2 separate regions of the Mus musculus genome follow, and region 2 is linked to region 1. The links are chromatin contacts, called in public promoter capture Hi-C maps. All regions are on one chromosome and are shown on one strand. Each heading gives the region's core, a stretch centred on a gene start, on an enhancer-like site or on the middle of the called end of the contact. The rest is flanking DNA. Distances are from core to core; before and after follow the strand shown.

Evidence for each region. Promoter capture Hi-C pulls out the DNA fragments that hold promoters and counts their contacts.
Region 2: a promoter capture Hi-C map of second pharyngeal arch cranial neural crest shows a contact between it and region 1, with 3 times the contacts expected there. The contact joins the promoter of Myo1b here to the enhancer-like site in region 1. A contact is called at or near these places in 13 of 39 promoter capture datasets (the C10 cell line, the HPC-7 cell line, HPC-7-derived erythroid cells and 8 more), 5 of 484 Hi-C or Micro-C datasets (3T3-L1-derived adipocytes, the N1E-115 cell line, bone marrow-derived macrophages and 2 more), 18 of 115 datasets of contacts at active chromatin or transcription factors (the NIH/3T3 cell line, bone marrow-derived macrophages, craniofacial prominence and 9 more) and 4 of 9 other capture datasets (adipose tissue, embryonic stem cells, liver and 1 more).

The regions. Positions count from the first base shown.
Region 1 is chr1:51,645,677-51,648,854 of GRCm38.p6, reverse strand. Gm31636 (a long non-coding RNA gene) reads right to left here. Exons shown (of 3, transcript XR_373395.1): 3 at 2,909-2,942. Among named protein-coding and RNA genes, the nearest start is that of Gm31636, 25 kb to the right of the region's middle. Within about 2 kb of position 1,369, at least 19 of the 459 cell types and tissues checked have an H3K27ac peak or open chromatin away from gene starts, as enhancers often do. A contact at or near this core is called in adipose tissue and second pharyngeal arch cranial neural crest, where this site is marked.
Region 2 is chr1:51,914,055-51,917,469 of GRCm38.p6, reverse strand. Myo1b (myosin IB) reads left to right here and starts at 1,492. Exons shown (of 31, transcript NM_001161817.2): 1 at 1,492-1,709. It overlaps Gm33795 (a long non-coding RNA gene), which reads right to left and starts at 1,308. Exons shown (of 3, transcript XR_001778914.2): 1 at 966-1,308; 2 at 547-729; 3 at 1-472.

The DNA of each region.
Region 1 (3,178 bases), core at 120-2,619:
AGCTCTGCCTACCATACCCCTGTCCCTAACCCTGCCCCTGCCTCCTCCTCTTCCTCCTCTAAGACCTTTTTTTATTTTATTTTATAATTTTAAGATTTATTTAATTTATTTTATGGATATGAGTACACTGTAGCTAGAGATGGTTTTGAGCCTTCATGTGGTTGTTGGGTGGTTGTTGGGAATTGAATTTTTTTAGGACCTCTGCTTGCTCCAGTCAACGCTGCTCCCTCTGGCCCAAAGCTTTATTTATTATTACAATTAAGTACACTGTAGCTGTTCAGACACACCAGAAGAGGGCGTCAGATCTCATTACCGGTGGTTGGTGGGATTTTGAACTCAGGACCTTCGGTAGAGCAGTCAGTGCTCTTACGTGCTGAGCTATCTCAAGCAGCCCCTGCTCCTGCCTTCTGAGTATTAGTGTTAAAGGCTGGGCTACCTCGGGGCTCTTCATGTAACTTGTGCTAAAGTATTGACCCCCTAAATAGCCAGGAAATGGGTTAGGTATGAAATGCATCTAGGGCATTTTGTATGTAGCACATAATACGTACAACCAATGCATGCTACCTACCATCACTATTTCAAGCCTAAAGCAGTTGGTGCCTGTGGGACTTAATAAGTGATAGCTATTATTAGCAACCAGTGTCATTCCTAGTTCTAGACAGGCCAAAGCTCTATTGCCAAAGCCCACTTGCACAATCCTGGCAGGGCCTTCCCCTAGGCCTTGTTCCTAGTCCATCTTAGTAGTGCCACTGAGGTTATTTGAGGTAACAACTGCTTAGGAGATTGACTGTGTGGTGTTCATGCACATGTCATTGAGCAGAGAAGTATCAGAATGTCTTATGAGGTGTGTGGGTGGTGGGGTAAGCCTTGAGAACAACGCAGCTGTGTCAACATTGAAGCCAGGGGAGCACGGAAGGTAAATGGCACATATGAAAGGAAACGATTTTGCAGATCCAAAAAGTATATTCACTTGATCAAAAGCCTAACGCAGTCCCTGAGGGAACCCGGAATTCCATCCGGTTGGCCTCTTGTGTTGAGCTATCCCATAATTATCAGAGCAGTCACGGGCTCTCTTCCCAGGCTTGTGATGATTGTAATCTTTCATCCTCTAGTGGATACTATTCTTTAATCTCTTCCTCTCAAAATTCAGAAATATGGAGTCTGAGTTTAGTGAATTACTTTTTTCCTTGCTCTATACTCTTTGTAGGAAAATAAGAACTATGGGAGAACGGTTGGTCTTTTCCTCCTGCTTTACATCGCAGAGAATCATGTGAAAACTGGAGTGGGGCCAGTAAGGTGTTCATGGATGATTGGACAGGAGGCTGGGGTAAAGCGTCAGGGTGGAGAGACAAGACACTAGCAATCTTGCCTGCGAGCTGCTGATTGACATACAGCTGAGAACTCTCTGGTGCAAACGCTGCAAGATTGGATGCTTGGCTCTACCTCCTTGCTTTTGCAGAAGTGAGATGACAGGGTAATAGCTACGTTATTTGTGTCTATTATACTTAGGGCTCTCATGGATGTCAGGGATAACATTACTGGCTATTTGAAGTCTTGAGGAAAACAGAAGTAAGAAGAAAACAGGAGGTTCACACAGTCCTTGTAGTAGGTAGAAGCAGACTGGCTGCAGGCTCCTACTGCCTAGCAATTGAGATAATGGGCCTTAGGGTGTGACTGAGGACTATTTGCCTCAAGCTGGGGTAATGGGCCTTAGGGTGTGGAAGAGATCTATTTGCACCAAGGAGGGCTCTTTTTACTAAACCAGACTGCTTGTCACGAAGTAGGTAACAAGAAGCAAACGTAAAAATGCCCAGCAATACCAAATAAGCATTGGAATGAGTAAAACACTTTGAAAAAAAAGACAAGTAGGTTCACTCTTTGCATGTAAATACTCCAAAAACAGTTACTCTTCGGAAGGGGCTAAAACTTAGAGGATGTCATTTCTAAGGTTCCATATAACTTTGTACTTTAGTTTAGCAAGTATTTACATATGCCCTACTGTGTGCTTAACATGGTGCTATGCGTTGGATGCAAGGCCCTGAATAAGGACACAGAGGCTGGATCCAAGCTTTCTACATTCTAATGGAGGAAGGGGAAAAACCAAACAGCTCTGTAAATGCTGCACCTATCGTGCAAGGGACACAGCATCCAACTGTCTCACTTAGTAGGCTATTCGCTAGGAGCTACGGAGAATCTGCTAATATGATCAGCTATTAAAAGAAGCTTAATGTTTCAACAAAGAAACTTCTCAAATCAGGCACAGCTAGGGTGTGTATCAGAGACGTGAGATGCCAGCTGGGGGTTACATTTGAGAACTGGGATGGGACTTAGTGGAGATTAACAAACCATCAGGCTTAGCCTGAGGTACGTGGGGAAGTGTCAACTGATGGACTGAGCAGGAGGAATGCAGCAGGAGGGGCTGAGGGACAAAAGCCCCAGCCTAAAAATGAGTGCATGCTAGTTCACCATTTGTGTTCGTATTGTTGTGTTTTATGTGCATGTATACTCACTGATTTCTGGTTGTGAACCTGGCTATGGTATGATGTCTATTTGACAATAGCAATCATTGTAGCATCTACTTGTAATCCCAGTACATGGTTGTCACTGGGGGACCTGGGCTATTTAGGGAGATGATGATGATGATGGTGATGGTGGTTGTGATGGTGGTGGTGATGACTTTCTGGAGAGATGGCTCAGGGGGTAAAGGCATTTGTTACCAAGTCTGGTGACCTCAGTGCAGTCCCTCCATTCCACATAGTGGAAGGAGAAAAGTGACTACGGCAATTTTCCTCTGACCTGTCCTATTTGTCACCATGGGTCCAGTCTCAGAAAGGATACTCATGCTCGCCTGCTGAAGAATGAGATCAGTTCTTATTGTGGGAGTCAAGTAACTTCAAGTCAGGGTAACTTCAAGACCGGGGCAAATTCACATCACCTATAAACTAAGCAAACAGAGAAGAAAAGAAAATGAGGTCTACACACCTAAAAGATGCTTTCTACAAGATGCCCTTTCAACATATGACTAAGGGACACATTGAAATCTAGAAACCACACCACATAATAAAACTACCTGATAGCTCCCATAGCTTGTTTAATGATGCACTACAAAATTCAACAGGACAAGAGGTAGTCTTTGAAGGTCTGCTCCACTTGATTTTTGCATAGATAACAAATAATA
Region 2 (3,415 bases), core at 243-2,742, 270 kb before region 1:
TCAGCTGTGGTGGAGGCAATCATTTATGCTACCACTAGGCCAAGTCACCAATGACAAACCCTCCTTCACTTCATGTTTCTGGAGACTGACTTGAGTTAGCTGGGGTTTCACTCTAGGTCTTACTTCATGTAGTATAAGGTGACTGTGACTAAGTCAACTTTAAGGCTCACACAGCCACATGGCTGGGACAGTGAGCAGATGCGGGCACTCTTAGTCTGGAATATATGGCTATACCTGGCTTCTGTGTGCTCCCTCACAGTGAGAGAGAGAGAGAGAGAGAGAGAGAGAAAGAGAGAGAGAGAGAGAGAGAGAGAGAGAGAGAGAGAGAGAGCTGGGTTGGTCATACCACCAACTGTATCCCATTTGTTAGAATTCAGTCCAGCCTGTATTCAAGAGGAGGGCAATCAAATGGCACTCCTCAATGAGAGGTGTACCAAAGAATTTGTGGAGGTTCTCCATAGTTGTATATAAGCTGGAAGGAAGAAAAAAAAGCTCTCAGACTTTGTTTGTCCTGGCCTCAAAAACAAAAATTGAAAAGTAACTTACCTCACAGGTTTTTGTGAAGATTAAATAAAATTGTATCCACTACTCAAAATATGTTAGCTTAAACCATTACCATGCCGACTGAAGACCTAACTGATGCTGGTTCCGTCAATGATGCTAGAATTCCCAGCAGGTCAGTTTGTAGAGGAGGGTCTTGGTAGCCTCTGAGAAGTCCTGGGGCCTGTGCTGGAGGGACAGAGTGACTATATAAGGTTGGAAATCTTTGGTTCGCCTCCTTTCAGTGACAGTATCCAGATATAGGTCAGTGCACTTAAACCTGGCCCCATTTATGGCAATTTATTTCATTATAGGATAAAGTCGTCAGATTCATGAGTAATAATTACTGTGTCTGCCGCGCTTTTAACACCCCAGCCATGTAATCCTCACCTCACCCCATGAGTAAGTTTGATGAACACCCTTACCTCTTCCAGGAACAAGCCAGACCCAGGGTCATGTGGCTTGTCCCGAATCCCAGCGTGGTGAAGACACCTGGAGTGAGAAGCTGGGAGTCCTGAGTCTTCAGACCCTCTACCATGGCCAAGTGATTGCCAGTCATTGCTCAGTACCTAATGGTATATTCAATATGTATGTCAGTGACAGAGACAATAAAAGCCTCACATGGCAGGCCATTTTCTCTTCCATTAAATTGTCATTTTGTGATATTTTTGGGCACCCAAACTTGGACCTAGGAGGGTAGGCAATGTGGAGAAGAATATTCTCTCTGCTGAGGTTCGCGCCCAGGCTCTTGCAGCTGTTCGGCTCTGCATCTCTGGTCTGCAGTTCGCGGATCATGCAGTGGCCAAGGTGAAGGGCCAGTGCGCTTTCCTGGGTGTCCCCGCCCGCCGGGTGCTCACCGGGGGGCGCTGTGCGGCCTGCGCGCCTGGGTGAACCGCGGCCAGGGAGCGAGGGGCGCGTCCGGGCGGTGAGGTCGCCGCCCCCGCCGGGAGAGGGGAGTGGCCGCGCCGCCGCCGCGCCTCTAGCCAGCGCACTCGGAGCCCAGCCGGCGGACGCGGTGTGGGTGCACTGAACGCACGGTCGGCTGAGCGGCGCGGGATCCCCGGCAGCAACTGTGGCACAAGCCCCGCATCGGATCTGACCCGCGTTCCCCAGGCGGCGGCCAGCGAGCAGCACGCGGAGACGGAGTGGCCGAGCGGTTGCCGGGCGAGGTACGCTGCACTCCCCCGTGCCGGCTCCCTTCCCGCCCGTGCCTTTGTGCGCGCGGCCCCAGGCTCAGCCGCAGCCTGCAATCCCGGGTCATCAGCTCCCGGGGCGCTCCTGTGGGGCGCGGAGGCACTCCACCGTGAACCCACGCGCGCTCGAGGTCGTCGAGGGTGATCGCGGCCCCGTGTGGCTTCGGGGGCGGCAGGAGAGGGAAGGGGCTTACAAACTAAGTTGTTCTCTCACTTTGTGTTATTGGCTTCCTACCTACGGGCACTGGGGAACCCTGCTTCCCGCGGGCCCACTCGCATCCCCCTCCATCCCTCTGGCCCACTGGAGTTTCCCGGCCCCAGGTTCTATGGAAGGACAAGCTTATGGCTTCCTGTGGGAAGGAGAAGCGGAGGTGGAGGCGGAGGTGGAACAATGGGGCGTCCTGGGGAGTGGGGTTCAGGTGCGGTGTGCCCCGGCCGCGGCGCACCCGGAGGGGCGACCGGACCCGATGGATCGCCCTGCGAGTGCAGCTGCGCTCCGCTCCTTTGTTCCGCCACAGCGGAGGGGGCTGCCCCGGGTCCCGTTTCCTGCCCGGGATGGGATTGATTCACAGTCCCAGAGAGGCAAGGGGAAGGGGGCGGGGCTCGAATGGAAACCAGACTGGGAACGGGAGCCCTGCAGGGCGCTGGGCTGGGTGGAGCTCTGGGGAGGGGGTAATGAGAGTGCGTTGGAGTTAATTACAAACACAACCTTCTGTCTAAAGGCCTGTGGAGTTTATTTGCGGTGCTTTGTTCATACTACGGCCTAGCACTAATTGGTGCAGCAAGTTCTGTTCTTTCTTGAAGTTCTAGGCTCTGGCTATGGGAGTTTGCTGAAGGCAGATCTTGTTATTTATAACGGACGAAGAGGGCTTCTTTTGTTTTGTTTGTTTTGTTTTGAAATATTTTTCACAATGAATCAGGATATATGTGTGCATGTGTATCTGTGGATTTTATTGTGGCTCGGATAGGCTAACAAACTAAACCCCAAAGCGGGCGTGGTGGTGCACGCCTTTAATCCCAGCACTTGGGAGGCAGAGGCAGGCGGATTTCTGAGCTCAAGGCCAGCCTGGTCTACAAAGTGAGTTCCAGGACAGCCAGGGCTATACAGAGAAACCCTGTCTAAGAAGAAAACAAACAAACAAACAAACAAACAACCAAAACCAAACCAAAAACCAAAAAACTTTTTGAGACATGGTTTATTCCCTGGTTGACCTGAAACTCAGAGATACTGCCTGCTTTTGCCCTCTGAGAGCTGAGACTAAAGGTGTGCACTACCACACCCTGTTAGGTGTGTATAGAACCATTTTTGACAAAAAATAGTTTTCTCCGTTATCATACAGTTCAGTTAGGATGCTTTTCCAAGAACATTTGGGGCCTGGGAAGCACCAGGAAATCAGATTGCTAAATAAATGAGTAAGATGATGCAAGATTCTTTTTCATTGGTCCCAGAAGAAAGAAAAGACCCACCCGACACTCATTGTGGGTTTGTGTACTGGAGTCATGACTTCAAGTGTTCTGGGCTTTCCTGTGAGCCTACGGGAGTAAGAGAGAGAACCCTGCCTGACAGTGAATCTCTCTCTCTCACTGTTTTTAGGAGTAACATTGGGTGTTTGTTAAAGTGACCCAGTCCTAGATTGGAATCAAGAGTTCCAGAAGGATAAATTGACTTTGGGAGTGGGAGC